Regions from separate parts of the Mus musculus genome. Here all the other regions are linked to region 6. A link is a contact called in public Hi-C, HiChIP or PLAC-seq and promoter capture Hi-C data. All regions are on one chromosome and are shown on one strand. The core of a region is the stretch at or near the end of the contact, and the rest is flanking DNA. Distances in the headings are between cores, read along the strand shown.

Evidence for each region. Promoter capture Hi-C pulls out the DNA fragments that hold promoters and counts their contacts. Hi-C and Micro-C count contacts between places; a contact is called where the count stands out from the background. HiChIP or PLAC-seq counts read pairs in DNA pulled down with a chosen protein or histone mark.
Region 1: an H3K27ac HiChIP or PLAC-seq map of large pre-B cells shows a contact between it and region 6, with 3 times the contacts expected there. The contact joins the promoter of 1700029M03Rik here to the promoter of Ccdc181 in region 6. A contact is called at or near these places in 2 of 115 datasets of contacts at active chromatin or transcription factors (large pre-B cells and memory CD8 T cells).
Region 2: a contact with region 6 is called in a Hi-C map of regulatory T cells, with 4 times the contacts expected there. The contact joins the enhancer-like site here to the promoter of Ccdc181 in region 6. A contact is called at or near these places in 2 of 39 promoter capture datasets (embryonic stem cells and hippocampal neurons), 1 of 484 Hi-C or Micro-C datasets (regulatory T cells), 6 of 115 datasets of contacts at active chromatin or transcription factors (the 230-238 cell line, embryonic forebrain, embryonic stem cells and 3 more) and 1 of 9 other capture datasets (embryonic stem cells).
Region 3: an H3K27ac HiChIP or PLAC-seq map of large pre-B cells shows a contact between it and region 6, with 6 times the contacts expected there. The contact joins the enhancer-like site here to the promoter of Ccdc181 in region 6. A contact is called at or near these places in 2 of 39 promoter capture datasets (neutrophils and pre-B cells) and 5 of 115 datasets of contacts at active chromatin or transcription factors (bone marrow-derived macrophages, embryonic stem cells, forebrain and 2 more).
Region 4: a promoter capture Hi-C map of pre-B cells shows a contact between it and region 6. The contact joins the enhancer-like site here to the promoter of Ccdc181 in region 6. A contact is called at or near these places in 5 of 39 promoter capture datasets (the C10 cell line, cranial neural crest, hematopoietic stem and progenitor cells and 1 more), 1 of 15 datasets of contacts at CTCF or cohesin (large pre-B cells), 2 of 484 Hi-C or Micro-C datasets (B cells and bone marrow-derived macrophages) and 10 of 115 datasets of contacts at active chromatin or transcription factors (T-cell acute lymphoblastic leukemia, embryonic basal ganglia, embryonic forebrain and 6 more).
Region 5: a contact with region 6 is called in an H3K4me3 HiChIP or PLAC-seq map of bone marrow-derived macrophages, with 5 times the contacts expected there. The contact joins the promoter of Tiprl here to the promoter of Ccdc181 in region 6. A contact is called at or near these places in 2 of 39 promoter capture datasets (embryonic stem cells and pre-B cells), 1 of 15 datasets of contacts at CTCF or cohesin (large pre-B cells), 11 of 115 datasets of contacts at active chromatin or transcription factors (the 230-238 cell line, the SCID.adh cell line, astrocytes and 7 more) and 1 of 9 other capture datasets (adipose tissue).
Region 7: an HNF4G HiChIP or PLAC-seq map of pancreatic cancer cells shows a contact between it and region 6. The contact joins the enhancer-like site here to the promoter of Ccdc181 in region 6. A contact is called at or near these places in 3 of 39 promoter capture datasets (embryonic stem cells, hippocampal neurons and pre-B cells), 6 of 115 datasets of contacts at active chromatin or transcription factors (the 230-238 cell line, the NIH/3T3 cell line, embryonic basal ganglia and 3 more) and 1 of 9 other capture datasets (embryonic stem cells).

Annotation. Positions count from the first base shown.
Region 1 is chr1:164,959,450-164,962,240 of GRCm38.p6, forward strand. It overlaps 1700029M03Rik (RIKEN cDNA 1700029M03 gene), which reads left to right and starts at 1,438. Exons shown (of 2, transcript NR_166148.1): 1 at 1,438-1,589. Gm39692 (a long non-coding RNA gene) reads right to left here and starts at 946. Exons shown (of 3, transcript XR_865701.2): 1 at 541-946.
Region 2 is chr1:164,881,551-164,884,250 of GRCm38.p6, forward strand. The region is part of intron 2 of Gm32652 (a long non-coding RNA gene); the gene reads right to left. Among named protein-coding and RNA genes, the nearest start is that of Gm32652, 17 kb to the right of the region's middle. Within about 2 kb of position 1,336, at least 28 of the 459 cell types and tissues checked have an H3K27ac peak or open chromatin away from gene starts, as enhancers often do. A contact at or near this core is called in the 230-238 cell line and regulatory T cells, where this site is marked.
Region 3 is chr1:165,214,792-165,217,635 of GRCm38.p6, forward strand. It overlaps Tiprl (TIP41, TOR signalling pathway regulator-like (S. cerevisiae)), which reads right to left. Exons shown (of 7, transcript NM_145513.4): 7 at 1-1,089. The coding sequence ends at 949. Among named protein-coding and RNA genes, the nearest start is that of Tiprl, 21 kb to the right of the region's middle. Within about 2 kb of position 1,255, at least 44 of the 459 cell types and tissues checked have an H3K27ac peak or open chromatin away from gene starts, as enhancers often do. A contact at or near this core is called in bone marrow-derived macrophages, where this site is marked.
Region 4 is chr1:165,130,995-165,133,694 of GRCm38.p6, forward strand. No RefSeq gene overlaps it. Among named protein-coding and RNA genes, the nearest start is that of Tbx19, 28 kb to the right of the region's middle. Within about 2 kb of position 1,422, at least 62 of the 459 cell types and tissues checked have an H3K27ac peak or open chromatin away from gene starts, as enhancers often do. A contact at or near this core is called in bone marrow-derived macrophages, embryonic stem cells, hematopoietic stem and progenitor cells and 2 more, where this site is marked.
Region 5 is chr1:165,235,554-165,238,253 of GRCm38.p6, forward strand. It overlaps Tiprl (TIP41, TOR signalling pathway regulator-like (S. cerevisiae)), which reads right to left and starts at 1,405. Exons shown (of 7, transcript NM_145513.4): 1 at 1,177-1,405. The coding sequence starts at 1,280.
Region 6 is chr1:164,274,075-164,277,015 of GRCm38.p6, forward strand. Ccdc181 (coiled-coil domain containing 181) reads left to right here and starts at 1,524. Exons shown (of 6, transcript NM_029115.3): 1 at 1,524-1,687.
Region 7 is chr1:165,044,613-165,047,527 of GRCm38.p6, forward strand. All of the region lies in intron 5 of Gm51669 (a long non-coding RNA gene), which reads right to left. Among named protein-coding and RNA genes, the nearest start is that of Gm51669, 15 kb to the right of the region's middle. Within about 2 kb of position 1,634, at least 151 of the 459 cell types and tissues checked have an H3K27ac peak or open chromatin away from gene starts, as enhancers often do. A contact at or near this core is called in the NIH/3T3 cell line, hippocampal neurons and pancreatic cancer cells, where this site is marked.

The DNA.
Region 1 (2,791 bases), core at 188-2,687, 690 kb after region 6:
TAGTGAAGGGGGTCCAGAGAGGCCCGGGAGACTTAGTGACAGCATAGACAACCCTTTAGAGGGAAAATGCTAGACCACACTCATCTTGTAAGTGCCATGGCAGAGACTTAAGAGATAAAGGGCTGCAGTTGAAGGCGAAAGTGGGGTCAAGAGGGAGAGCTGTGTTTTGATTTTTGGGTCTGGTCCAATAAGAAGCTTAACATCAACCACACCCACTGATTATCTTTCCAATGATCTGAACTCATGGATGCACATCCCTGAGAAAACTGTTCTGTGTTCCTGATCCTTAATGCTTCCGATCACATTATTTCTACATAACTATTCATACAATCTGGTTCACAGTCGATCTTTTTCTTTGTATAAACAATGGAAATAAATAATAGATAATATCTTGGGAGCATTCATAATAGTTACTGCCTCTTTAGTTAAAGAATGACTCCATTTGGGGTGCCTCACAAAAACGCAGTAATGAGAATCTTCCACTCATATTTTAACAATCAGAGAAATCATTGTTGATTTCAAAACTGAAAGGAAGTTCACCTCTGGGCCCACACTGAGTCTTCTCTACCCATCTTCTGCTGCTACCGTTTGGTATCTGGCTTGGTCCCGAACATTCATGCAAAGTTCCAATGTCAGTGTAACTGACTTCTCAAAGTCACACACGCAGCATGCTTCTCCTAACGGGAGGGATGTTAATTTCTAGGCGACTCTACAGTCCTAGCTGCCCTCATCTGCCCTCACTTTCCCCAGCGTTAGCACCGTTGCTTGCTCACAGTGTTGCCTTAACCATTTCCTCCACGTCTTCAAAGTTGTGGTTTCCTGCCCCTTTGCAACACAGACATAATAAACCACTCTTCAATTATTTTTTACTACTTCTTCTGCCTTTGTCCCAAGTCGAAAGAAGTCAAAACTCTGCCAAGTTTCTGTTACTGAGTTTGTCTCCCAAGTCAGGGGCCCTGCCTTCTCCGCAGGTCTCATTGTTAGGTCACAAAGCTTTTGAGATTCTCACTGCAGAGCTCTTTATTTCCATCCCAGTGAGTACTGAATAGTTTCTCCTTCATCCTCTTGTCTCATTGTGCCCTTCAATTCCTTTTCTTGATGAGTCTATCTACTCTCCTGTCTGTGATTAAAAAAGAAAAAAACTGTTCATTTTGAACAGAGAGTAAAATGAATAATTTGGAACTACAGTTGCCTCACAAGAGTAGGGTGCTGTCTGATAAAGAAAAATTTCCTCTCTGCCTTTCACTTACAGATACCAGTACATGTGTACACATTTTCACATGCTACACTATAGCAAACATAGCTTCAGATTGCTCATAACAAGTGCTCACCCTGTGTGAGGCAGTCTGATAGCAGCTGGTGTTTATTACCTCACAATTCCTCCACACATCACAACCGAGGATGTGACAGGGGTAAGGCACCTGCCCAAGATTACACAGTTAATAAATGACTGACTGAGGTTTGAACCCAACTCATTTGACTTCAACACTTACAGAATTGACTACTCAGATAAGAGAGAGCCGTCTCTCAGGGAAATATGGAAAAGCAATACTCCACAAACCTCAACGGCAAGAAGAGTTCCTCCAAAGGTGAGATCTTGATGAAAGTGAGCAATGTCAGTATGCAGTTCTTTGAAATCTCACAACTTACCTTAAAATTCATGACAATTTTGTGTCCATTCCATAATATATCCAGATTGCTTTCTATTACAGGGATAGTTAACTCTCCCAAAGGATACAAAAGGCATTTATAAAATGGATGACAAACATTGTAAGGAATATACTTTCCTCCAAATGAATATAAATTCTATGAAAATCTCCAAAGACCTTTGAAAGGAAATGCTCCGCCCCTTTCCTCTACCAGCAATATCTGTTGAAGCAGTATGAAGGGGAGAGGTGAACACTGGATTGTTTTAGCTCTTGTCATTAAAGAAAGCGTGTACATTAAGGCAGCACAGAGAAGGTATTGATTTGTGAGACACAAACAGTCAAACACGTACATCCATTCTCCATCCTAAGCATCCATCTCCTCTAAGACCCCGCTCAGATGCTGAAGGACCAGAGAAGACTAAATCACAAAGCCCAGTTTCCCTTGTTCTCTCATGGAGAGGCTTGCTCTTGCACATGTGGACACACTAAGGATTTTACTCTAGTTTCTCTCTCTCTCTCTCTCTCTCTCTCTCTCTCTCTCTCTCTCTCTCTCTCTCTCTCTCCACATATGTGTGTGTGTGTGTGTGTGTGACATACATGATATATATGATGTATGTGTGTATTTATGTATGTGTATGTGTGTGTGAGAGAGAGTAATCTAGCCCCTGTTGCTTTCCCATTTTATATTTATTTCTTTTAATAGTGAGCCTAAGAGAGAGACTCTAGATTTAAGCTCACATGGTGCTTGGGAGTCCCATTCTTACAGTCCTGAGAGCTGATAGGAAGCTCAAGACACACACACTGCCTCTGCAGCTGACAGGAGCCTCCATCCCCATCCCTCTGCATTTCTCCCAGCTTCTCGGTGCCAGGAATCTCTAGGAGGGCACCCGAACCTTTGGTCAGTCTCCCTCACGCCTCCGCTCTGCTCTCTGCCCTCCCACCCCGACAGTTCCCTAGCCACCTGCCTGGGAATATGCTTACTGCAGAGCCCTTTGGTGCCACAACCCTCCACTCATGTGCTGCCCCCCAAAACCTTGTAATGGAGGATACAGTGGGCATGACTGTGTCCATTTTGTTTATGAAGAGACCTGGATGGAACCAGGATGAAGCGACTTGCCTGAATTAGTCACCCTGGGGCAAAT
Region 2 (2,700 bases), core at 86-2,585, 610 kb after region 6:
CAGACCCCTGGCAAGCCAGTCGCCACCACAACTCTGCTTGCACTTAGTCTTCCAAGAAGAACATAGAATACATAGAATGTTGCAGGGCAGGGACCACGCTTCAGCGCATATCCAGCACAGAGAGATCCCAGGACATGGTAAGAATCATCTTCATTTCCTCCACAAAAGACCACACATTGAAATCCCAATAGACCACAAAAAATGGGAGACTTTACCTCTCCATTGCCCTGCTTCCTTGACTCCCAGTTGTAAACTGCTGGTTTAACACATCCTGCTAACTGCTTTCTCTGGCAGAGGAAGGGTAGCTGAGAGAGAACAGGAAGGTGACACCCAATAAATGATGGCACTAAAACAAGCAACAACACAAACAAGTCACTTAGAGCCATTTTCAGAAATGACTAGCAAGTGCCGTGCCCTGGAAGAAAAGCTGCAAGGAGAGTACATGTGACACAGAAAATGGGCGTTTCACATTGAAAACAGAGCCCGAAGGGCAGTCCCAGGGTCTCTAAGTTCACAAGGCAGTATCAACTATTGGCACTCAGGGCAAACAGAAAATTTTTCTGCCTCTTCCTCTCATGCTACAAGATGAAAGAAAGGTATTTCCCCTCAAATGTACCCAAAGGAGAGTGTTATGAAAGAGAGAGAGAGAGAGAGAGAGAGAGAGAGAGAGAGAGAGAGAGAAATAACAGCACCAACCTTCAGGTGTTGGTCCTGTGTGTGCTTAAGCACAGCTGTGGATCGGAGCTGGCTATTTCAGGAAGCCCATTGGCTTGTAGGCAACTCTTCCAGGAAAACGATGTTTCACTGTGCACCAACATCTACCTCTTGCAACTCAACAGTTCCATTCTTAGGACAGTATAAAATAACTCTATTCTTGCTCTTTATTTATCATGTTGTTTTAAACATTTAGGTAACATGTAGCCCCATTTTGGTGCACCCTAATTCAGTCTATCTTTCTCTCCAAATAAGTCTCCTATGACTGGCCATTAACCCTAGACATCTTAATCAGTATCATTCATTCTGAATAGCTCAGAACCTGGGCACCTGTATGAGGGGGGCAGGAGTGAAGTCACTTCTTGCTGGTGACATGTTTGACTGTCCATGTGAAAGCTGGGGTGACAGGAAGCACCTGCCAAGCAGTGTTCTTTAGAAGCCTAAAAAACATTTCTACTCAGAAAGCAAAAACAAATATCTTGACCTTTTGAGGCTGATCCAGACAGAAACTGCCTTAGGTTATTGTGGAAAGACAAATGGCAGAAAATTTAATATTTACGGGTCACGTTTAGAAACAGCTACTTCCTGTCCCTCATGCTTACGTTTGCAGGAAGGGGCAGGGAGACTGTACCCATCTACAGCCTGTGCACAATATAGTGTGTGTGTGTGTGTGTGTGTGTGTGTGTGTGTGTGTGTGTGTTTTCTCTACTAATGCTTGGAAAAGGAGCCAATACTTGCAGACCATCTGTCTCTAAGTACCTAAGGGATAACCTAGTAAACACTCAGAAAAAGACCCCCATCTCCCTAGGGGACACCTGGAACATGGAGGGGACAACTAATCTAAAAGTCCAGATGCTTCTCAATTAAAATACATAGGATTTTTACAAAACAGGATAGAGTATGTGTCAATGGTTGGTGGACCACCCTTCCTTGACTGCATGGCTTAGATGGCATATCCTTGGTCCTCCGATTAAACTTTAATCTTATTTCAGAGATTGAAGACAGACTTGTGGGAGGGGTTCCCTAGATCTCTTTGTCCCTCTTTCCAGTTTAGCCATAAGAAATAAATCTCCTTTTCTCCTTTCCATTATTAATTTGGCTCTTTTAATTGGTTTACTAGGGACAGGTGACTAAACTAGCCACTTGTCGGGCCACAGACTGTGACCAAACTGAATGACATTAGGGCACAGTACATGAGAAGGTAGCATGGATGAGATCCCACATGGTAGTCCAGTATGGTAAGTGATACAGACAGGATGGACAAGGAACATGGAGGGGCTGAAAGAAGACAGAGTGAGACAGACCAGTATGTAGAATGGCATCTCTGATGGCTAATAGGGATGGCACTTCTAAGACTGAAGGGTCACAGTGCTTACCAACTTTCAAGTGTTCTCTCTAGAATATCAGCTTGGCCCTTTCTCCTGAACTCTCAGCATGCACCGTCACCTCCCACATCCCACATGGCTAGCTCTCAATTGCCTACACTTAGGAAGAACATTGGACAGCCGTAAAGAAACAGGTTTTTAAACCCATATCACGGGAGCTAGAAAAACTCCTAAGCCATGGAGAATGTTAGAAAGGATCCTCTAGAAATACAAAGTGTAAGACTCGCCTTTGGGAAGCTTCAGAAGTGGAAAAGATAGAAAAGACAAATCTCAGTCTTGAAGAGGGCAGTGATAAAATCAAATCCTTCGCTATGTCTACCCATTAACCAAGACTTGGCCAATCGCATGGCAGATGCTGTATGACCTCAGTTGGAAAAATACGTGAACATTAATTATCAAAAGCTCTTCCCTTAAGTTAAACAAAATTATATTCAGTTGGAACACGATTTCATAAGGTATGAATAGCTGAGCTATCATGGTGAGATGCTTAGCACAATTGCAGCCTCTCCAGTCTCCCTCAGACCATTTATTTTTATTTGTGAAGATGAAACCTACCGGAAGTTTTACAACTCCCTGCTTGCCATGTATTCCCTCATGCAGC
Region 3 (2,844 bases), core at 5-2,504, 940 kb after region 6:
ATTTGTAATCTGCGTGGGAAATGTGTCTGCAATACTGAACGGGTTCAGAACAAAATAAATGAGAACGATACATCCTAATCCAATCTTCAAGTAAGTCTAAGAAAAGCTGAAATAAACAGCAAACTATGAATACATAATTCCTTATTATTTATTCTCCTCTTACAAAAGACACTTGGACAAATAAATATAAAATGGCATATGTCATATTTAGAAATGGCCAAGGACACACCTGGGTACTCCTCACAGGGATACACTAATACAATCTTCAGATGCACACTCCTCCTCCCCACCGCCCACCTCTTTAATTTTTTTTAAAAAGTCAATTATTTTATTTTAATTCTCCACAATTTTTAACAATGAATTATCAAAATAAGTAATCTAACACTACTCAGAGACAAAGACATTTAAATGAAAAGATTTAAAAAATACTTGTGTGTACAAACACACACAATATGTTGCCCAGAAACTCCAACTAATGACTAATACAAGATTAATTTTGTAGGTGACATGTCACAACTCTCCGTAAGTGCGAACAAACACCAGAAAGCCCACAGCCAAGAGCCAGAGTAGCACATCAGCATGCAGTCAGCATCCTATGGCGGCCGGCAGGTCCCAGGCATCGGGGCTCAGTGACAGCCTTACAGTCAGCCTCCTCACAGTGAAGACGATGCTTCAGGCCGGATGCAGACCATGTCCCCTCATGAGACCCACACACATCACTGCTGACGTAAGCTCCAGAGCACATCTCTCTCTGGAGCAGGAACTTGAAAACAGACAGGATAAACAGGAGTTGTGTGGAACCTGCCTGCAGCAATCTTTTATTTTCCTTTAAGGCTACAGAAAATCTGCGCATAAGCAAGGAAATTAATTCTCATAATAAAAATACCCCTACAAATAGCCAAGGTTTCCAGTCAGGTTCCACATGGAGAGAGTCTGCTGTACCACATTTTATTCTGAGGGCGTACTTTGTGAGTCCACTGGGTTAGGATCAATTCTTTCTGGAAATACGAGCTTCTCACAAACTGCTTCCTTAATTGGTAAATATTGTGATATTTCATTAGGTTCCGTGAAGAGGGAAGGTGGAACATGCTAGGAAAAACATAAAATCGTATTAGTATATTCTCAGTTATGGCTCACACGATTTCTGAAACCTTCTAGTGTAAGAGTTCACAAAGCATGCTAATTTCAGCCCTGGGGACACTCCACGTAAGGAGGAGCATTGAGTGCTCCCCCAGATAACAGCTGCTTCCTGTTACTCAATCGTTCAACTGTGTGGCTGATCTTCAAGGAACTTGGTGTCATAACTGACAGTGCTACTGTAAGTGCTAAAAGAATCCCACACATTTTGATCAAATCCCTCCCTAGTACCCGTTACTTGAGTAACTTGAAAGTTCAATCTTTAGTTAGAGTCCAGTACACATTCTACGACAGTTACTAACTATTCTAATCCAAGCATACACTATATTCAGACAGAGTAAGTACTATGGTTTAAAAAAAAAATACTTATTTTGTAGACATGTACTAAGCCAGTTCATCACAAAACCCAAGTGCCACGGAAGGACTTCACAAATTCCAGGGGAGCAAAAAATACAGGAAAATTATGTCAGAATAATTACAGATGCTGGTACAGAGGCACCAGTTTTTGGAAGAAAAAGGGATGTGTAAGAACATATACATACAAGTGACATCACAGAGGAAGTAGGATGCATCTATATGTTTACAATGATGGAAGAAAGAGACAGTGAATTTGAAAGACTAAGGAGATACAGGACATGGGAGGCCTTGGAGGGGAAAGAGAAAATTTATGGAACTCTAGTATAATCTCAAAACATGAATAAATTATTAAACATTCTAGAGGGTCAGGTGCTAAGTCAGAGGAACATCCATGGCACCAGCTGCAGCGATGGGACTCAGGTCACACCCCTGCCTCTCAGCTTCTTCAGAATGAACAGGACTCAGATGGATGGCAGCGAAGATCTCCAGGTGCCCTGGTGCTGGAGACAAACCCAGGAGAGACCCACCCTGCAGAGCCCAGGAGGAGCACATCTTCTTTGGAAGGGGTGGAAGGACGTGGTTCCCACGCCTGGAACAGGGCAGAGGCCTCCATGATGTCATGGCTGCTGTGGCCTAGGGCTTGTTTGTATAATTTAAGTATTTTCATGTTCCTCCTTTGAGGAATGTCCTCCCTGTTAACATTAATGACTCCATCAGTCCAGGAGGCGAAAGTGTAGCTAATGTCTCAGTAAAATGGTAAACCCTGGGACCTTCAGGACAGCCCTTAAGGCTGTAAAAAAACTCTGAAAACATGAGCTCAAAAATATATAATTTCTCAACTATGTAAAATATAAGGAACTATACAAGGTGTTTCACTAATCTAAAGGAACAAAAGCAGCTGTGCTGTGAGCCAACTGGTCAGGAAGATACTACGGAAGGAGATACAGAGAGTTAGGGAGTGGTGATTGACGGAGATCCTACCCAGCTAAGTTTTTTTGTATGCTTAAAAAGGCAGACAGATCCCTGGGTTTGAGGTCAGCCTGTGACTGAGGGAATTTAGATCCAGGCCCCATCCTGTTATCTTATCTCTGTGCTTAACAAAGGCTGACAGATATCTGAAGGGCTCTGTAATAAAAAGTGTGCTTGCTGTCTCCTAAGAACCAAAGGCCATGGGATGTTGACTCATAGGATAATCAAAAGGGAACCTGGGGTAATGACTGAATTGATATCTACATAAAAAACTAGGTTTGTGATCTTCAAGAGATGTCTTTAGGCCTGCAAGAGAAAGCTGTCTAGAGAACAACATAGGTTGTCCTGAGACTTGACTTCCAGTTGTGTGTTTTTTGCTAC
Region 4 (2,700 bases), core at 172-2,671, 860 kb after region 6:
ATAGGGGTTAAGGGGCACACACTGAAGGCCGGCTTCTACCCTGAAGTCTCCAGCCTGTGGACACTCACAGGCATTCGCAGCAGACAGCGCAAGGATATTCGCTTCCAGCAGCCATTTGTAACAGAAAACAAGTGGAGCTCAACTCTTTCCAGATGGGTAAAGATAAATATGCTAAGGTTTATCCACAGAACGGAAAGCTTCCTAAAGAAGAATTCTAAAATAATTAAAATTGTGAGGAACAAACACCCTGTCCCACTCCTAACAATTAGCAAAGGAGACTCCAAGTAGTAAGAGCAACCTTGCAAGGTCAGGTGCCATCCACGGTGATCAGTCACATGAATGTGGTGAGCTCAGGAGGGGACAACCTTTCACGTCATCTGCCACTTATATGTATGTGGGTGTATTTTGGCTCTTTATGACCTGTTTAGTTTAAATCTGTTTAAGAGTGTTAAAACACTGCACAGGACATGGGACAAGTTGGGCTGCTGAGATTTTTTTTTTACTATGATTAAATATTAGCTTATTAGGTGAGGGCAGCTAGAGTCCTTAGCAAGGAACAATGTTTTATGCTCAATGTATTTGGACCTAGGCTGACTTAAGCCATTCTTATTTTGAAAATTGACACTCATTTTTTATTTTTTATTTTTTTACAAAATGATAGTTATATTGAGGTCTATAAACATGTATGCTATTTTAAAGTATCCGTTGAAGGAGCTGGAGACATGGCTTAGTACTTAGAAGGTCCTCACATAGAGGACCAGAGTTTGGCTGCCAGCATCTGTATCCAGTATCTCACAACCACCTGTAACTCCAGCTCCAGAGAATATGATGCCCTCTTCTGGCATCCATGGGCATCTCCCTACATCTACAACCCACACATGACAACTTCACATATATGCACCATTGAATTGATTTTTTAAAAAATTAAAGAGGAGGAAGAGAGGAGGAGAGAACTGGAAATGACCAAAGATTTTTGTCATCCTTCCAAAATAATGAGTTCTCCTTTCATAGCTTCATTGATGTTGGACATACACAAACACACAGAAACACACACACACACACACACACACACACACACACACACAAGCTTGCCTACTTTCTGGGCCAGAAGCAAAGGACTTCCTTGTCAGCCTAGGCAGCTCATAGCCCATATTCTCATTAGTTCTCCTGCCTTCAAAATCCCATAAGGGTGTTGCAGAGCGTACCAGGTAAATGCTATATCCGCAGTGGGTTTATGTCACAGCTGAGGGGCCTCTTAATCACGCACGCATGTGCATGGGTGCACTCGTGTATAGTGTGTGTGTGTGTGTGTGTGTGTGTGTGTGTGTGTGTATGCGCGCCCGTGTGTGTCAACGTTCAGCATAAAGCCCAGCACCCTTTTGGAAGGCCAGGCCTTACTGGATAAGCTCCAGTGCTGTAACTTGCATGACTCAGCAAATCTAAATTTTGATCCGTTATGCGACATCTCATCCTTTGTGGGTCATGCTGTAAGCCTGGGGTTTTACAGCTTGACAAAAAGACATTCTTAAGGACACAGGTAAATGTTCCTAGGGCTCAGGGTGCAAACAAGGGTTTGGGGGTGCTTCCAATAAAACTGAGATAAACATACAGGGTTGACTGCAATACAACAGCTGCAGTGGCTGAGTCTGTCTCCTTCCAAAAACAAGTGTGTTGAGCAATAGCCCCACCTACAGACGGCTTCTGGAACTGCAGCAGTAAGAACATGGCTTCTGGTAGCTTTCTACTCCTTTTCCTCTCCTCTACTTTTCTGGTTTGTTTTCTTTTGGTTTTCCAGACAGGGTTTCTCTGTGTAGCCCTGACTCCTAGAACTCGCTCTGTAAACCAGGCTGGCCTCGAACTCACAGAAATCCTCCTGCCTCTGCCTCCTGTGTGCTGGGACTAAAGGTGTGCTCCACCACCTCTAGAAAGACAAGTATTATCTTGTTCACCACCACCCTGGAGGCTGGCTCACCAAACAGTGACCTCACGTGGCACTGGCCTCCCCATCCAAAGTCTCATCAGGACAAATGCAAAGCTTTTCTCCCACTTAAACCCTTTAAAGTTCTTAAAGCGCTCTGAATGTTTTGCCGGCAATACAGTTTTTGCTAAGTGACAAGAGTACATTTTTATAATCTATCCCAAGATCAATCACCTCTTTTCTACTTATAATTAATATTTGCAAGCTTCACTAAGCAGGCTCTGAGATCACATTTCCATTAATAATCTAAATTATAAAGAATTCAAATCCCATAGTCTACGGTTCCAGGAAATTCAGTTTTTTACCAGAACCTGCCCCAAAGGGATTCTAGGAGACAGTTTTTTCCTGCCATGTAAGTCCTTCCTGGAACCAGCCATCTGCCACCAGGTCCCTTATATCTGCAACCCCTGAGGCTCTGCTCAGACGGCCATCTCTCTGCTTCCTCTAACAAGTGTATTCCCAGGAGCCGGCCCTTTGCTTTATTAGAGTATCCCTAGAGACCCGAGTTGACATGGTGAGAAGCTAAGGGAAGTACCTCCAGAGTCATGTGACCGCCCCTGCTTGGGTCCCCTCCCAATACAGCAATGACACCGAGTTGTGTGCAGGGATGTGTAACTGTCATCAGAGACCTGAGTCTAGCTTCCTAGTAGCTGTATGGCTTCAGGAAGCCCAGCTTTCTGAATCTCCCTCCTCATCTGTACAATGGAGAGTGAGCTGGCAGC
Region 5 (2,700 bases), core at 155-2,654, 960 kb after region 6:
CTGAATTAATAACATTTGAAACAACTTATGTTTCAAAAAGGATTCTTTTACATATGTAAATTTTAAACAACAACAACAACAACAAAAGGTCCTGAAGAGCCTCCCTTTTTCTTTCTTTCCATCAACTGCCTACCAAACTTAAGCACTGAATCTCAGCTTCTGTCATCTCTTTCCTGCTTACTGGCCTCCTCTCCAGCATTCCAGCCCTCCATCTTCTACAACACCTCCAAGAAACCTTCCAGACACAACCACGATGCATGTAGATATTGAGTAAAACTACACCTGATGACTACTATATAAAATTCAAACTTCTTAGCAAGACAGAGAACTCTCCAATGACGAGGGAGGCAACACTCTGCCAGGGCGCCCCCCCCCCAAACTTTGTCAGGATACAGTTATAGGCATCCCCAAACACCTCAGATCTCAGTCTGAGTGCTGGCTTTACCCGGCCATCCAGTCTCCAGACTTGATCAAGATTCTGCCCAGGTGCACTGACCCTCGCGCGAACACACTAACGCGCACACACACCTGTATACATCTTCATCCTAACCAACCACACAATAATATAACGGTCTCTCGTGAAACTATGAATTCCTTGGGCCTTTCTCTTTCATCTGTCCTATCTCAAGTGCTTATCACAGCACCTGATTTGCTAAAAGAAGGAAAGAAAAAAAAAAAAAAACCTGAAATCTTCATCCTAAACAGTCACACAGTAACGTCACACGGTCTCACGTCCTCTGAAGTCTGTGGTACTCAATGGTTCATGTTCAGAACCTCAAGAGCACACCACAGAACCAAAGAAGCTCAAAACTAAACATAAATACCATTTCCGTCATTGCCCGCAAGGGAACAGGTCATCGCGCCCAGAAAGGTTGCGCAGGCTTAGGTAGGAAAAAAAGGAGCGGCGAGGTTTAGGTGAAGTCCACCAAAACAGCCGCGCTCAGTTCAACCCTGAGAAGCTACAGTTCCAGCAAGCAGAGGTCGCCGCGAGCAGGGAACAGGACCATTTACTGAAGTTGTCAATCAACGGTCGGTCAGAGGGACCGAGCCTGCGGCCCCAAGTACCGCGTGAGGCTGCACCGAGACCGTCAGACCCCCAGCCCGGACACCAACCGGACCTGGCCCGGCTCGGCTCGGCTCGGCTCGGCTCGGCCCGGCCCCGCCCCACAGCCTCACTTTTCCACATCCGCAGACTTCATGATGTGGGTCTTGGACGCCGTCAGCTTCCAAGGCCCGAAGGAGAAGTCCTGGTGGCTGCTCTGAAAGCCGTGGATCATCATGGCAGAAGCGGAGCCGCAGGGTTACTCGGAGCAAGCGCCTGCGGCAGCGGTCGCACGATGGCCCTCTCTGCAGCGCGGCTCCTGGGCGCGTCCGTTACCATCTCGGCCCCGCCCCCTGCCGCCGCGCCGTAGGCCCGCCCTTCCGCCGTCTCTTCCGCCCCTCCTGGTTTTACTTCCGGGACCACTAGCTCAGGGTGACACACGTCTTACGTGGAGACGCTGAGGGGCGGGACTTGAGCGCGGGGGTGTCGCTCTGGCGCGCCGCCCTGAAGTCTCCGGGTGACGTCACCCCAGAGTGAATGTGGGAATTTGTCTTTCTGGATCCAGAGCCCCGTGCTTCACTGCCTTACCTCCTCCTTACAGACCGCTCCAAGCAGTGTCATCACCTCTTGTGCTTATGAGTCGTGGTGAAGAGGACATGCCCAATGTCCCTATCGCTCAGGAAGCCCAGCACCAACAGCGACTTTGGAGCCAATGACAAATAGTAGCTCCTCCACCTTGAATCCCAGTGGAAGAGCCCCACTTTCTTACCGTGCAAACCGCCGACGCCCTGTGTTTGATTCTTTGTACCACGAAAGAAACGTCAAATTATCCTTATGATATTTTAAGACTTTTCTACCCGCACACAGGTGTAGTGGAAACGACGCTGAAAGCCCGGTGCTCCGTCCATGCTTGCAGTGCAACTGTGTGTATCTTTGGGTAAAACACAACTGATTCTTTTCGGCCCCAGCTGCCTCAAAATGAGATGGTTTAATGTTTGAGCATCTCAAAACTGTTCACCATCTCAATTCCAACACCCCCTCTCTTATTCACTCAGTGTTTGTTTCATCGACGCTGGAACCGCTAAGCAGCGTTGTTGCATGATTTCTGCTTCAATTCCTACCTTGTCTACCAGAAGGTGTTAAGCCAAGTAAACCTTTTCCTCCTCAGGTATTTTCTGTTTGTGTGTCTGTCCCAGGAACCCATCATCAATTTCCCCTGCCCAAGGTGTCTGGATTAATTCATTCCGTTGGCATCCTATCCTTGGTTCCTACATAGTTACTCTATTTCCATTGCCTACGGAAAGTAGGGCGTCTCAGCTTCCGCAGAGGATAAAGATGTTCATCCCGAATAGTGGAGGATTGTCTACCATCACTGACCTCCAGAGGTTGGCCCCTGACGCACTTCCCAAGGAGGCTGGGGTCCTTTCACTGACGTTACATTGTAAACCTCACATCATCTAGATCTGCTAGAAGACCTAATAAGGAGGTAAATGAGCAAATTACATGCAACGAAATCCATCCTCTTTTCTTTCTGAAAGAGTTCCATACAGCCAGCCTAGGCTAGCCTTCAATTCACTATTGTAGCTAAGGAGGACCTTGAATTCCTGATTGTTCTGCTTCTTCCCAAGTGCCGTGTGTGTGTGTGTGTGTGTGTGTGT
Region 6 (2,941 bases), core at 274-2,773:
ATTTTTTATTATAAATATATGTAGGTATGAAATATTTCTAATATGCAATATAATTTAACTTATTTGACATGTTTGATGGGTAACATCGACTTGAATGGATTGAGACATGCTTAGGAAATGAGGAGAGCCCAGCTCCAGGTATTTCTGTGAGGTGTTTCCACCAGTTCTTACATGTCCTTCGTTTTCTTCCCTTGGTCAGTCATGGTTAGCCTATGTACACTCAGCTCACTGGAGAGAAGAGGCATTAAATGATGTGCCTGCATAAAGTGTGACATAACCCCTCTCTCATTCCTTCCTCCCCTGCGGGTAAGTCTTGAACACTCATGATACATCTCGTTATTCTATGATTTGATCGTGAACTTTCTAAAATGTCCTGTTTTCGAGGTATTTTCCTCTCTCATCTCTGATGACCAAAACCCCACTTCCTTCAGAAACCTTCATTATCCTTCCTCACCAAGCTTGTAAATATTACAGTTAGTTCCTTTTAAAGACCTATTAGCCTGGGGAACTCAAGAACTATCTATCAAACATTTATATGGCTGGAGGCTTGTAAATGTCTAAACCCAGTCTCTCCTTGAAAGGGAACTCACAGTTTCCTAGGAATGACTGCCATGAATATTTTTGCATGGAAATGAGACATGACAATGTTTATCCCCAGATCACATTGTTGGCTTCCAAGTTATGCATGTAATTGCTAACAGGCAGTGAGGCATAAGGTTTTGATGTATGCTTCACCCTATCTGGTATATTTTGAGTCAACAAAACAAGTTGATGCCTGTCTTCCCACAAGCTATCATCTCCATGTGTAATGCCCAGCCCGTCTCCCATAATTTATACTATTTTTCAAAAGTAAGCTCTGGAGTAAACTCTTTACATATATAAAGATATATATATATATATAATCAAGGAGAGGTTAATATATTAATATATATTAGCTTATATATGAATCTCTCCTCGATCCACCTTTTTTTTTAGATGAATTTGTACCTATGTTATATTGCCCTTCTATTTACACTCTGTGAGCTCCTTCATGGCTGGCCTATTATCTATCACCACAATCTGAATGTTCTCTTATTTTCCTATTATCCCCCAAGGTATTAAGGGAAGTTATGGGAAAACTGTAGTTGCCTCTCTTGATGAGTTTGATTGCTGGAACTAAAGTTCTATTTTCTTTCATAACTCCTTTCTGTAAATACAATTTTGGCTATAATTTCTTTAAGCTGAGGGTCGAAACAGCAATTAACAACTAGCAACTGTTATCTTTTAATATTTACTTGAGGAACTGTTATCTTTTAATATTTACTTGAGGAAAATGAACACAGAAATGCACTTTTATTGTTAAGTTTTGGAAACAAATTAAAAATCTGACTACAGGTATACAAAATCCACATTCAAGGCAGAAAACCAAAGGGGATGCGAGTCTTCCGGGTCTTGGAAACGCTGGCCGGATGTAAGGCGCAGGTGTTCGCGGGGATCCGTTCTGCGCCTGCGCGCGATCCTACCCCGCCTCAGTAGTGGGAAGTCCGGAAGAAGGCCTCAGAGGCGCGCTGTTGCCATGGCACCCGGGTGCTGGGTGCTTCAGGAGCAGGCCCCGGGGTGTCACCGTTGCCTCGTTGTCAGAGCTTAGAAAAGGAGAAGAGAGCTCCTGCGGCCATCTCTGTGACCCCAGCCGCTGCATCTTCCACAGGCAGGAGGGGACTTAGCGGGAGAGGAGGGAAGGACAGGCAGACAGGTGGCAGGAGCAGGGAGAGGATAAACGTCGGGGCGAGGTGGCAGGGAGGCGGCTGAAGCGAGCCCTCTTCCAGGGAGAAGCCCCAGGATCTCCCCAGCCCCGCACAGCGTCACTTCACCATGCACCAGGAGAGCCCCTCAGAGGACGGCTTAGACGCTTAGAGTTTTTGTCCTATCATTTCCCTTCTCAGAGTTTAAGACTATGAAAGGTAGCTTGCGTGGAAGAAATCACTCCTGAAATGTTAGCTTCCACACATAGAATGCTATATTCATTCCGTTGGTGCTTCAGATGTTCAGCACGAATCCAAAATTTTACCTAATTTTGTTAAATATTCCTGTCAGAGCTTGTAACAGATGGTAATTTAAAAAGTATTTCATAACACCACAGACTTATGGGGATGCAGCAGGAAGGATGGACCAGATAGTTTCATAGTGCTGTAGAAGTTTGCTTAACTGCTTTTTAAAATAAGGTGTTTTTTGTTTGTTTTTGTTCTTGTTTTTGTTTTGTTTTTGCTAAATGCTTTTTTTTTATATGGAAAGGTTTTCTCTTTACTGTTTATTCTTTTGGTTCTAGGTGTTTCAACAAATATTGTTTAAAAGGTTATATATGTAGGGGTGAAATAGAAGTATTGGGTTAAAGTATTTTTAAATATTTTTAATCTTGTGAGAAAGTTACCAAATATAATGTGCATCTATGCCTGAGGTTCGGAGCCACATTGCAAGGTCTTCAGACACTGAGAATTTTTCACACACTTAAGTGGAAGGAACTAATTTCTGCCACTGCAGTTTACTATTGATCTGGCCAAAAGCACTTACAGAGATTTTTTTTTTAAATTGATGATAAACTTTACATTTTATATGTGTAAAAAAAAATCATAGTAATAAAATAGGAAATGCTAAGAAATGCGGTTCATGGAAGATACCATTTTATTCTAGTGTGTTGACATGTGTATCATGTGAGCAATGCCCTGGTGGTGATGGTTAGGAAGCCAAAGGGTTGAATATCCTGTGACTCATTTGAAAGGCTTACGGGGCTTGGCAACAGGAGTTCATGTTTATGTTGCTTGTTTACGCTAGAAGCAGTGGAGATGTTTCTTTTTGGAGCTGTAGAAATTCAATTACACTTCAGATTTGATCCAACTTCATTTATTTTTCATTTATTTTGCCTGTGCCCTTTTAAAACTTATATTTGTGTGATTTTATTAGGTCT
Region 7 (2,915 bases), core at 384-2,883, 770 kb after region 6:
CCCCTCTCCCTCCCCCTCTCCCTCTCCCTCCCCCTCTCCCTCCCCCTCTCTGTCATCTATTTTCAGTGAGACATGGGTGTGTGACCTCAGGACCCAGGAGAGCAGAAGAGCTGGTTGAGTGCTATAGTCTAAATCCAAAATGCCCTCCCCAACAAGTTCATGTTACAAATATTTTGTTTTCTACTAGTTATTTAGGGTGGTTCTGGAAGCTTCTGGGGTGGGACCAGGTTGAAAGACATAAGTTATTGGGGTGAGTCTTTGGCATATATGACCCCTGGCCACTTCCTGTTGCTCCCCTTGTTTCTTGTGAACTCTTATTCTCTGCTCCCTCATGCTCTCTACACCATGGCAGACAAAGCCCTCTGAGCTCACATTAACTCTTCCTTCTGTTAAGCTGTCAAGACACAGCAGCAATGAATATGGTGTGGGCGGGGGGGGGTGGGGGGGGGAGGGGATATGTAGTCTTTGCTCACTGTTGTTCATGGGGAAAGGCTGCCTGGCCATACAAAATCAGCAGACCCTCCCAGGAGCTCCCCAATCCAGGTCAGTTAACTCTCTCCTTCTGCCCTATGATGCTGTGGTTTGTACACACTAATTATCAGTAGGGACTGGGTGGGTGGGTGGGGTCATCCTTACTCTTAAACTTATGCCAGAAAGTTCTTAGGGGACATACTCCATTCTTGGAGTATTCTGTTGCAGGGTCAGACAATTAGCTAACAATAGCGGAATGAGTTTCAAAAAACCAAAACGAGACACCTATAAAAAAATGGAATTTTTCAATCCCAAAGAAGGAAGCCAGGTCATTTATAAGAAGGTAGGTATAACTGGTGATCGCCCTACTAAATGAATTAAGATGGTCTCAGAAAGACAAATATCTTACGCTTTCTCTCGTTTGTGATTCCTGTATCTCCTATGGACATAAAATTGTGTATATATGACATGAGAGTAGAAGTAAAATTATCTAGGCGGTTGAAGGGGAGGACTAGAGGGAGGAGCAAGAAAGGGGAGGCTGGAGAAATGGGTGGAGTTTGTTCAACCTGCAACATACACTTGTATGAAGCTTAAAAATAAATTAAGTTTATTTTAAGCAAAGCCCTTTCCATGTGACCTTGGGATGTCTTATAGAGGATGTGTCCTGTCAACTAAAAATTGTAGCTCACAGCATCTACCATTATCAGATTATAGTAATATTACCATGGTGTGACACCTGGCACAAAATGATAAAGATATTAGGCCCTTATCAAGTCTCCTATTTAATTTGGTATGAGATGTGTCTGTCATTGAGACATGACAGCTTTGATACAGGTATAGAATTCCAATGCCAAGGCCCCTAGGCTTCAGAAATACAGACCCTGTATTTATTTATTTATTTATTTCTGAGCTTTGGGATTTATAATCTTAGCCTCTCCAGTGCTAAGGTCCCTTTTGCATCCAGGTCAGAAGGAAGGCCTGCTAAATAGCTCCGCATCCTCGGTGCACAGCTCCTAGCATGGCACTGGACACAGGGTGAATGTGCCATGAAAGGCAAGTGGCTTTTGGAGGTAGGTTTTCATAGAAGGACAACCTAACAGTCTCTGGCTGCCTCTGGCAACGGCTGCAGGGCACCCTGGCTGAGCAATCTTCTGTCATTCTCCTGGCAGGGGCAATCAGGCAAGCTGCTACTGGTACCTTAGATGAGTCAGCCATTAACTACGAAGTCATACAGATTCTGCAGGAACAAAACAGCTTGAGTCATGGCCCCAGGTGAAAAGGGCAATGCCAAGCATCTTCTATTTAGCCTGCATAGCTGTTTTAGGAGCTGCCCCAATTTTCTAGACAAGGAAATTAAAGCTTACATGGCTCATCCAAGGTCACATATCTAAAAGGCCAATCTCACGGGGGGTGGGGGGGGGGGCCTTCCTGAAGAAGGCAGAGGAAAAGGAGAGGGGAAGGAATTGGTGAGGGGTGAGGGAGGGGGAAGAAGGGAGGAGAAAGAGGAGAAGAAGATGGAGAGAGGGGGGGAGAGAATGTGTACTCTCCAGCTAGCTTTCTTCCGTGTCCTGAGCACAAGGAAGATGCTAAGGCCCCTCCGAGGGGTGGCCATGAAGCCACGCCTGCTCTGGGCAGGGATCTCAGTGAGTCACCCATCCTGCATTCCACCCTTTGTCCTCCCATGCCCCTCTGCACAGCACCATGCTCCTGGCTGGCCTCTCTGCAGTGCCCTTGCTCCCTGTCTGCAGAGCAGCATTTGTCTTTGGCAAATCTGGGCTGCCAGGCTCCTCCTCTGCAGGCAGGCTGCAGTGGTTCCTTAGAAGGTCTGCTGCCTGCGCTGGGACCTGTCAGAATGAAAGATTCCAGTGCGGCTGGCTCTGTCTGGTTTCTCTCTCCCATCTGCCCTCTGTTCTCATTCTCGTGCTTGCTGTCTCTTCAGCGTGTCCTTCCCTCCCCACTTTTCATGTTCCTGATATAGTACACCAGTGTACCACTGCTGCATCCCAAAAGCAACCCTGATCCAGAGCTTTTGTCTTTGCTCCTCATGGGCCTTCCTAGGCTCTCAGTGTTCCAATAGCAGGACATAACCCTGGGTTTACTGGATGAAACATGCCTGGAGATGGGTAGATTGCCCTTAAATTTTAAACTGCAAAGAAGATACCAGAATAAACATTTGTTGGTGTGATTATTTCTTTTAAAAAGCAAATAAACAAACTTCAGACATGGTTGATGAGAGACAGAGGCAGAGATGAGATAAATTGAGTTAAATGCCACATAGGGATCTAAGCCAACCTCTGACCTCTTCCAAATACTGTATTAGCATATTTATGTTATTCTTCTGTCTTTGGTGGTGGTGGTGGTGGTGGTGGTTTGCATTTGTTTTGTTATATAGGGTCTCCCTTTATAATCCAGGTTGGCCTTGAACTCATTATGTAGTCTAAGTT